Linked DNA regions of Mustela erminea: region 1 is linked to region 2. The links are chromatin contacts, called in public Hi-C maps. All regions are on one chromosome and are shown on one strand. Each heading gives the region's core, a stretch centred on a gene start, on an enhancer-like site or on the middle of the called end of the contact. The rest is flanking DNA. Distances are from core to core; before and after follow the strand shown. Region 1 has its middle 90 kb from the start of HMG20A. Region 2 holds the start of PEAK1 (inactive tyrosine-protein kinase PEAK1).

What was found. A called contact is a pair of places that touch in the nucleus more often than the background predicts.
Region 1: a contact with region 2 is called in a Hi-C map of spleen, with 1.9 times the contacts expected there. The contact joins the enhancer-like site here to the promoter of PEAK1 in region 2. A contact is called at or near these places in 3 of 3 Hi-C or Micro-C datasets (fibroblasts, skeletal muscle and spleen).

What each region holds. Positions count from the first base shown.
Region 1 is chr5:30,019,116-30,023,895 of mMusErm1.Pri, forward strand. It overlaps a transcript of HMG20A not described here. Among named protein-coding and RNA genes, the nearest start is that of HMG20A, 90 kb to the left of the region's middle. Within about 2 kb of position 1,711, the one cell type or tissue checked has open chromatin away from gene starts, as enhancers often do. A contact at or near this core is called in fibroblasts, where this site is marked.
Region 2 is chr5:29,929,993-29,934,370 of mMusErm1.Pri, forward strand. PEAK1 (inactive tyrosine-protein kinase PEAK1) reads right to left here and starts at 1,611. Exons shown (of 7, transcript XM_032342363.1): 1 at 1,306-1,611. It overlaps HMG20A (high mobility group protein 20A), which reads left to right and starts at 1,967. Exons shown (of 10, transcript XM_032342366.1): 1 at 1,967-2,290.

The sequences.
Region 1 (4,780 bases), core at 461-2,960, 89 kb after region 2:
AAAGGAGCTTTTCTAAAGATCATGCCTATTAAAGCAGAGAAGACTTTTCTGGAGGTAATACCATAATGAGCTCCAGGCATTTAATGAGAGACAAGTGCTATTGTTAAAGGGGTAACCTTCAGCATCTAATCTGGAAACGAAGCGGGCCTGCTCGCTCTGCAAAATGAGACCCCAATCCAGTCCACGAGATGAAGAGGACACTCACATTTCTAGATGTGACACTGACTATTTCTTTGTTCTGCCCCTGATACCAGAACAGCAGTGGGACCAGGTGCCACTTTCTAGGCAGCTGGATGCAGGCAAAACTGAAATTTTCCAGATGAGGGAGAAAGGCGTTTATTTTTGTTTTTATAATTAGGAAAGGACGTTACCTGTTAGGAGCAAGGCCCTGACTCCAGGCTGCAGACCCAGAGGCTTCTAAAGGCAGTCAAATAAAAACAGCATTCAGGAACGAAACAGCCTAAGGAGCTTGATGGAGTTTCCCAAAAACCTCCGAGGAATAGACAGCATTCTGGAGAGAGGAGACTTGGCTTCCGTCTCTGTCACAGCTGCTGTCTTCAATGAGGGAAACTGCCTGGCCAGAAAAATATCACCAGGGTGACCCCAGAAAAAGAGCCATCTCACCCTGTTCCCTTTTCTCCAGCCCCCAGAAGTCTCTCGTCTAAGCATTTATGTTGTGTCAGCTCTCACTTTGCTATGCACTAGAAAGTTCCAGGATGCAAGCCTGACCCTCCTTCCCCCAAACTGTCATGTGGACAGGATACTGCCTCACGTCCTGGCCTCCGCTGCCACGTCCTGCCCCACTTGCTGCCTCTGGCTTCCTCTCACAATCCCAGGAGACAGAAAGCAGCAGGGGCAGGAAGGGAGCTAGCAGGGTCTCAGGGGCGGAAACCCTCTGGATGCCTGAGCCCCAGCTGGTTTGCCCTGGGCCTGCCTTTCTGGGTAGAAGCAAGGGCAATCTCCAGCTTCCCCCAAATGTCCCTTTCTTATACCTGCAGCAGCACAAAACAAGCCAGTTCATTGTGTTCTTGGATATAAATATTGATTCTAGGAGGTGTTAACATTCTGTTCATAAAAGAATGTAACACATTTCTCCCACACCATATTAGACTGATGTGTTGTTTGGCCAAGAGAAGTACAGATTGCTGGCTTCTGCGGGAAAATGTGGACATTTAAATGCATGCAGCTTGCGGACGTCTAGGGAACATTCTGGGAATAGCAACCAGGTCCCTTCCCAGGCTTCGGCTCTGCCCTCCTCCAGCCAGTCTCTCCTCTCCCTGCTCCATCGTTTGCAAATGTCACCAGCATTTCTAATCGCTTGCCGTATGGGAAGACGCTTTCTTAGAATTAGATCTTCTTTCCCAATGACCTGGAAACGTGGGCAGTTGCTCTCTTCAGGAAGCCCACAGGGGCAAGGCCAAACATCTTTAGCTTTCTTCCCCTGGGGGAAAGATCTGGGAGGTCCTGCTCTTCTGTTTTCTTTTCCCCCCTCCACGTGGGAGGGAAGGGCAAAGGCTTCAGACCAGAGGTGGTCCCTCTAAGCATTCCACCCGGGCTGAACCAAGCCCAAGACTCCAGTGTGCTGGCTGCCTTGGCAAGGCAAATTCCCCACATTCCACCAGGGCTCTTGAGGGGGAAACTGAACTAATGAGAAAGTGGAATTCTTGATGTGTATTCTCGCTCACTCGGTGCCAGCACGTCTCACACGGACAGATCTTCATCCAACATTTCATAAGAGAGTGGTAGAGCCCATTTCCAGATGTGTGGGAGAGCTGCCCGGGACAGGAGGCTGTTGGGAGAGCCAGCGCCCTCTGCTGCCCTGGCCGGGAAACACCACCACGGTGCGGAGAGACGGGGGCTCAAAAAAGCCTGCGGCTCTGTTCAAGCCCACCACAGACCCACGCTGGTCCAAGGAGGGCCTGCAGCTCCTTGCTATTCAAACGCTGAGTCTGCAAGGAGCTGGCTTCCCTCCGTCTAGCTGGCTCTCTTTATGTTTTGTGCTTTTGAACAAGCCAGAAATGGAGAACATTTATAATAAAACCCCAGCCTCCCACAGCATCCTCTGGTCCTGTGCCCGAGAAGGTGCGGATCGCTGGTGCTGCTCCTGCCCGTGAACCTGGCCAGCAGGCCCGGGCAAGGCAAGGTGAGGAGGGCAGCCTGCCCAGGGAGAGACCTCCCGCCCATCAGCAGCCCTCCGGCCACACCCTTGCCTAAGATTGCAGCTTCCAGAAGTCTTGCCGGCTCCAGAGGCTTGCAGCCGAGGGGAAGTTGCAACTGCCTCACTCAGGCACACTGGCATCTCCAAGGGGCCTCCAGAGCTGGCACAGCCAAGAGCCTGGCTCCGTTTGCAAGCTGAGACCGAGCTGCCGCCCCCTCTGCTCACTGCCTGCCAAGACAGCGATGCAGCCGTGGGTCTCGGGCTGGCTCCAGGGTAGGGCTTGCTGCTGCAGGAGAGACAGAAGAGAGAGAACGGGAGACAGGGAGAGAGCAGTCCTGGTGAAAAATGCTGTGGACGTACTCAGGTGGGAGTGTGGGGAGTCTGGTGAACTGAAAGCCTCCTTGGTCAACCTTGCAGTTTTGCAAAATAGCACAGAACAGTCCATTTTGAGTTGGGGGCAGGGAGCAAGGTTTTAAATTAACTTATTTATTTTACTTACTTATTTTGTTTTGTTTTGTTTTGTTTTTGGCAGACCGACCTCCTCCCTGCTGGGAGAAGAAAGACCCAACCCCCTCGAGCCAACCCCTAACAACAACGCCCTTCTCTCTCTCTGGGACCAATTTCCAGACTGCACAGCGGTCCTGACAAGGTCAATGAGCTGGAGTTGTAAGCAGAAGATCTTTATCTATGTGGGAAATAGGAAAATCATTTGCCTGATAAAAGGAAATACGATAAATAGCCTCGAAATTCCTGGCTGCGTTCCCCCCGGGGCCCCTCCTCCGCTGGAGAAATTGCGCGGGGCAGGAGTCCATGTGCTGCTCCAGCAGGTTTAAAAATAGCACACAGCCCTCTCTTACCTTCCAGAAAGACTTCATTACCGGATCCTCAGCCCTGAGCCCGCAGAGCCGCTGCCGGCGCTCTCCTCTCCCCTTGCTGGGTTTTCCTTTGTTGAAAGCGGTCAGGCGGCGCGCACGACGCGTTTTACTCCCTGGCCAGCTCCTGCTCAGCTCGTCTTGCTCGTGACATGTCTGAAGCTCCAAGAAAGTCCATTGTATTTAATGGGGTGTTAACTCTGTTTATGCTCTGGGACTCGTGCGGTAACTCTACACTCCTGCAAGACAAGCAACTTGAACCTGAAGCCGGCCTCTCCCCCCACACCCACCCCTGTGGGCCCCAGTATCCAGGCCCTCTGGCCCTCCGCACCCGCCCTCCTCTGGCTCAGGTCGCTGAGGAAAGCCTGACCGTGGCTGGAGCAGGGAAACCTGGGGCTCGGAGCCACAGCTGCCACTTGCTGCTGGGACGGGAGGCGGGTCTCTTCATCTCTTAAAGACTTGGTTTTCTCCGCTGTAGAATGGAGGTTTAATTGGGCCCTGCATACCTTGGAAGGCTGTTGAGGTACAATAATGACATCATGAACAAACATTCGGGTGGGTTCTCTCGAAGGCCTCTGTGGTGTGACTCCCAACCCGGCCACTTCTGTATCCCCTTAGAAGCCAGGTGACATCTCCTGACCCTCTCTCCACTAGAACCGGGGCAGGGGGCATCTGTACTGACCGTGAAGTCCATGGATCAGGCTGTGTCTTCACTATGTATCCTGCGGGATGTTCTAAATCCACGACTCCTGCTCTGTTTACTGCTGGGTGTTCTCCCAGGAAGCAGCCTGCTCTTCTTGCCATTTACTTATTCACAGCGCTCGCCCTAAAAGGTACTTAACACAGAAAGGACTAGGTGTTCCCTTCTAGCTCTGGAGCTCGCAGTCTGGATCAAAATGGCCTAAGCCCAGGTAGTTTCTAATACGCTGTAAAGTTCTGTGCGAACTACGTCTTGGGTTATCCCATCTGACCTACAACCTGGTTATCCCATCTGACCCATCCCCACCCCCCCTGCCCCTTCCACATCTGGAGCTCTGCCTGGCGTTCCCTCTCCAGGAGCCAGGTTGTCCCTCTTGGATCCACAGGTCGGGGCTGCGTCTCGCTCCCCTCCTCTTTGGAGTCCCTTGTCTCTGCTTCCAGCTCCCTCAGGCCTTCCCCATCTGGCATTCTGTGGAATCCTCAAACTCAATTTGTCCAAAATGATAGAGTCTCCCCACACCCACAGTTTCTCTTGTGTCTGCCAGCTCAGTTACGAGCGCCACTGCCCACTCAACGCTAGAGAACCTGAAATCCTTCTGCACGCTTCTCCCTAGATCCCAGCCTTCTTCCTGGCTCTGCCCTCACCTCCCTCATTCCCAGAACACCCCGGATTCCAGATTCTGCCATCCCCAAGCCAGGCCTTCGTAAGGCCCTCGGCATCAGCTCTTCCTTGGGCTCCAGCAATAGCTCTTGGATTTGCTTTTCTTTCATAACTAGTTCTGCAGTAGCTCCAACCTGGCCTTGGTATCTCTGGTCACCCCTTAGTCCTCTCCCTAGCGCATCCATCTGTCCTGCTGCCACTCTAAGAGCAATCTTTCTAGAACGCGAATCTAACCTTGTAACTATCACTCTATTTAAATCATCATTCTGGCAGTTGCTTTTGGTTTTATTGTCTTACTTAAGCCTTCTGATAATTCCAGATGATAAGCATCATGTTCCCCATTTCGCAGTTGACTGACTGAGATTTGCTAGCTTAAAGGCCTCAAAGCCA
Region 2 (4,378 bases), core at 361-2,860:
CATGCAGCAACTAACTATCCAAGACTTCTCATGGAAAGTTTTACCCCTGTGCATAATTCACGTTTTTCACTTTCACACTATAGAGAGCAATATGGGTTCTCCCACTACACACATTCCTACATTATTTCATTTATCAGGATAAAAAGACGCTGTGGCTGAACAAAAAATCAGTACCCAAAACAGGCCCCAAAACAGAATCCTGGTGGCAAACACGATTCAGGTGAAAAGCTGTTGACATACATCATCCAAAGACCTAAAAATAGCCTTTTATGTAAGTCTCCAAATACTTAATTCAACGCTTAATCTTACCACATTTAACAGAGTCAGAAGAAAAATGTATTAGGTTTTCTACAGCAAAGCCAATAAAGATGAAATCATAGTTTTCTTTTAACTCGTCACTATCCCCTCAACGCCAGCCTTCTAATAACTCCAATCCACAGCTCTCAAATTCCTAAACTTGGATCTTGGGCGGGGGGGGGGGGGGGTGGGGGGGGGACGGATGGCGAAAAAGTACCATTTAAAGGTGGGAAATCTCCTTCCTGTTGCTCTCAGCTGTCTTTAACATTGTCAAAGGTCGAAAAACGAAATCAAATTCTCAGACCGATGGTGCAGAGACAGCGAGGGGGAGGCATGGGGGTTCAGACTGCTAGTCCTCAACGCGGAAGGTAAGAAAAGTAGCAAGAACGGATGAGTCAAAGGGCAAAGGAGAAATAAACTGACCAACCGAACCACTGAAAATTCCCAAACAACCCAGCAAACCCGCACGTTAGCGGCCTCACAAACCGCAGGGCCAAGGGAGTGGGCAAAGAGCCCCCGGGTTTCGTCCCGGCGCGGCCGGCGAGCCTGCGCCGGATCCGCCCGGGTTTGGAGCAGGATGACCGTGTAGACTTAGCAAAGAGAGAGAGAAGCCCTTCCTGCCCCAGTCTCCCCGCATCCAGCTCTTTACAGGCTTCCCTTTCCCCAGCAGCCTCCCAGCCGCGCCCGGGGGCGTCCCTCTTCTCCAGGTCCCAACTTTCCCTCCTCTGGGGGGCGCCGAGCTACCGGGGCCGCCGCCGCCGGCGCTGTAGGGGGCGGGGGCGGCGGCGGCTAGCCCCGGGAGCGGCGGGGCTCGGGGGTGGCCGCAGAGCCCGCGCCAGGCGGGACACACCGGCCGCCTGGGCCCCCGCGGCGGCGCCACTCGACCCCGAGCCGCCCCGCCCGGATTCCCCCGGGTCAGCGCCCTCACCCCAGGACGACCGTGGTCCCCCAAATCGGCGCCGGAGGAGAAGGGAACCAAGGGGACGCGGGGAGCCCTGCCCCCGTTACCTGAAAGGCGCACATGCCGCTGTGGTGACCACCATCGCCGGCCGTCCCGTCCCCTTCCTGGTGACCGCTGCCGCCTCCACCGAGCAACTGACACTGACTAACAAGTAACTAACTACTCGCCGCCGCCGAGTCTGCCGCGCGCTCCCGGCCGCCCGCCGCCCGCCCAGCCCACCAGCCTGCCAGCCTCCTCCCAGCCCAGCGCGCCACCCCTCTGCGCGCACACTCGCCGCCGCGCTCCCTAGGGAAGAGCACGCGCGCGCGCACGAGCCCTCGGCCGTCGGCCCCTCTCACCAGCCTCACTTCGGCCCCGCGGGAGGAGTCACCGTGACGCCCCTCCTCTCGCGTTCCTACCTCCAGAGGATGAGCCTATGAGGGCACCTGACTGGCGACGGGGGCGTGGCCAAAGGAAGAGGGCAGGACAAGCAGGACCTTGGTCCAAAGTGAAGGGAAATTTTGGTTCCATTAAGTTCCAGAGGAAAAGGGCAACAGAGTATTGGCCCTTTGGGTGCCGAAGTCCCTTGATCAGTCTGCTCTCGAATACAAAACATGTGTTTCCAAGGATTCCAGTATATAGCAGTTACCGATTCCTTTCTGCAGGCCTTAGCAGTTTAAAAAACTACATCTCCCAGAAACCTCCGCGAAAGTAGACTCACCTTGCGTAATCACGTAGTCCTTCGCCGCATTTGAACAAAATAATCCCTTCGTTTTTCTGAAGGTGTGGGAAATAATATTCCATTTTTCTCCCCACCGGAACAATTTTAAATGTTATTGCGCTAAGAAAAGTTACCTATGAGAAGATGGTTAAGCGACTAGGTAAAGGGAAAGAAAATATGACAAAATAAAGTGCTGCGGATGAATTTTTTTCCATGCTGTGAGGCGACGGAGTGAGAAGAGTGAAGGCGATTGAGAGGGGCTCAGGGAATTGTCCTCTGTGCAAGGGACTTTCTATAGGCCCCAGGCCCCTGCCTGCCCCTATCGTCAGCAGGTCAGTAAGCACGGCGAGCTTCGGGGTGGCCACAGTGGAGGTGCCCTTCACCCCCTTGAGGATCATCTCTCTTTTGCTGTTGTTACTGGTTTGTCTCGGTTTAAGGCCGACTGAATGGGGGCGCTTCACTTCCGGTTGGGGGAAGGGAGGAAGGCAGTCCAAGGGGAGGGGGAAGACAGAACTCATTTCCTGTGGGGGTAGGGTGATGGTTTGGGGGTGTCCGACCCACTTCAGTGCCGGCGAAGGCTTGAAAAGGTGGTACTTGGTGCCATTTGCATAGATGGTCTCTTAAAGTTTTAGGATTTTGTTTTATGTGAAAAGTTAGGTTATTCCACGAAGTTGTGCTAATCACCAGCCTCCAGTCAGAATTTTTGAGTTTTATTTCCACGTGTAAGATGGAAAATTTGCTCCCTCCAGTTGTTTAATGCGTTCATCACAGTATTGGAAGACCCTCGTTAAAACTTCTGCGCTCTACAAGACATACTTTATTGTGTAATTAATGGATTCTCTACCTCTGCTCCCCTACTCAAGTCCAACCTTATTTGAGTGAGGTATAGTGGTGTGTTCTGTCTAGGCATGCCACCCGAACTCTGTAGGTGCTCTTTTAAGGAGGTCGTTTATTATAGGACTCGGTGTTTTGAGGCATTTTCACCTTATAAGAGTGGAAGTATCGTACTGAAGTACTAAAATACTTGGTATTACCTTAACTGGTATGATGAGGGTCTTACATTCCTAGACCTGTTGATTTGAGGCTACAGCTTTTGCCCTGTATCTGAAAACAACTTCCCCTAACCTTAAAAATTCTTACATGTAACTTTCATGTAGCACTTGTGAGAGTTGTGCGCTGGTATATTTTTCCCCTTGGTAATTTAATTACTTTCAGCACCGATTAAAAACTGGTATCTGCTGTTTGTGTTTTCAAACCATGGTGCAAGAGTCATGATACTAAGCTAGATTTTAAGCATGCAGGACATTTGGCTCACAGAGGACAAAGGTGAATAAGACAGAATTTTTTATTTTTCCTATGTTCTCAATGCTTTATAAGAAACGATATGTAGAGTGGTAATAAATACTCAACAATTTAGATTTCTTGGCTTCTCTATTCAAATATCGCTGTGTGGGTGTGTGGGTGTGTGGGTGTGGGTGTGTGTGTACTGAAGGAATCAATCTGGAGCCTATGAGATCGCAATTTCAGTGATTTTAGAATACCAAGTGAACTGTAATGTCTTTAAAGGATTTTTAAAAGAATAAGGCCTGTGTATTTTTTCCTTTGGGATTTGTTACCTACTCTATCCTCAGAATTTGCAGTTGTTTTAATTCTAGTTCTTTTTTTTTTTTTTTTAAGATTTTATTTGTTTATTTGACAGAGAGAGATTACAAGTAGGCAGAGAGGCAGGCAGAGAGAGAGAGGGAAGCAGGCTCTCCGCTGAGCAGAGAGACCGATGCAGGACTTTATCCCAGGACACTGAGATCATGACCTGAGCCGAAGGCAGAGGCTTAACCCACTGAGCCACCCAGGCACCCTAATTCTAGTTCTTTTTTTTTTTTTCTTTTAAAGATTTTATTTATTTATTTATTTGACAGAAATCACAAGTAGATGGAGAGGCAGGCGGAAAGAGCTAATTCTAGTTCTTTTAAAAAGTTATTTCACTTAGAGTTTATTACAAAATGTTTTAAACCAAATACTACAATAAGGAAAAAATATGTGTTTTAGCCTTCTGTAACATTAAAAAAAAAAAAAAAAACGAAGACCCTAAAATCAGTGAGTTACCTTTCGAAAGACTACAAAATTTCTGCAGTAACTGAAAAAGCAAGACCTGATAATGTCTATGTTATGATTAATTGAAGGTTCAGGACATGTAGACTGCTGCAAGCAAGTATTAATTAATTGATTAGAAAGAAAATGCTCACTATCTTTCATATTAATATAATACAGAAGAAAATAAGATATGATCACCCTGACAAATTAAACTATAGTATTAGGAACTATTGAAGTAAGCAAATATTGTGGAACTAAATAAAAAAGATAGAGAGAATTTAGTTCAAATATTGATTGAGATACATAGTACTGCCTTTAGGAAACGGGAG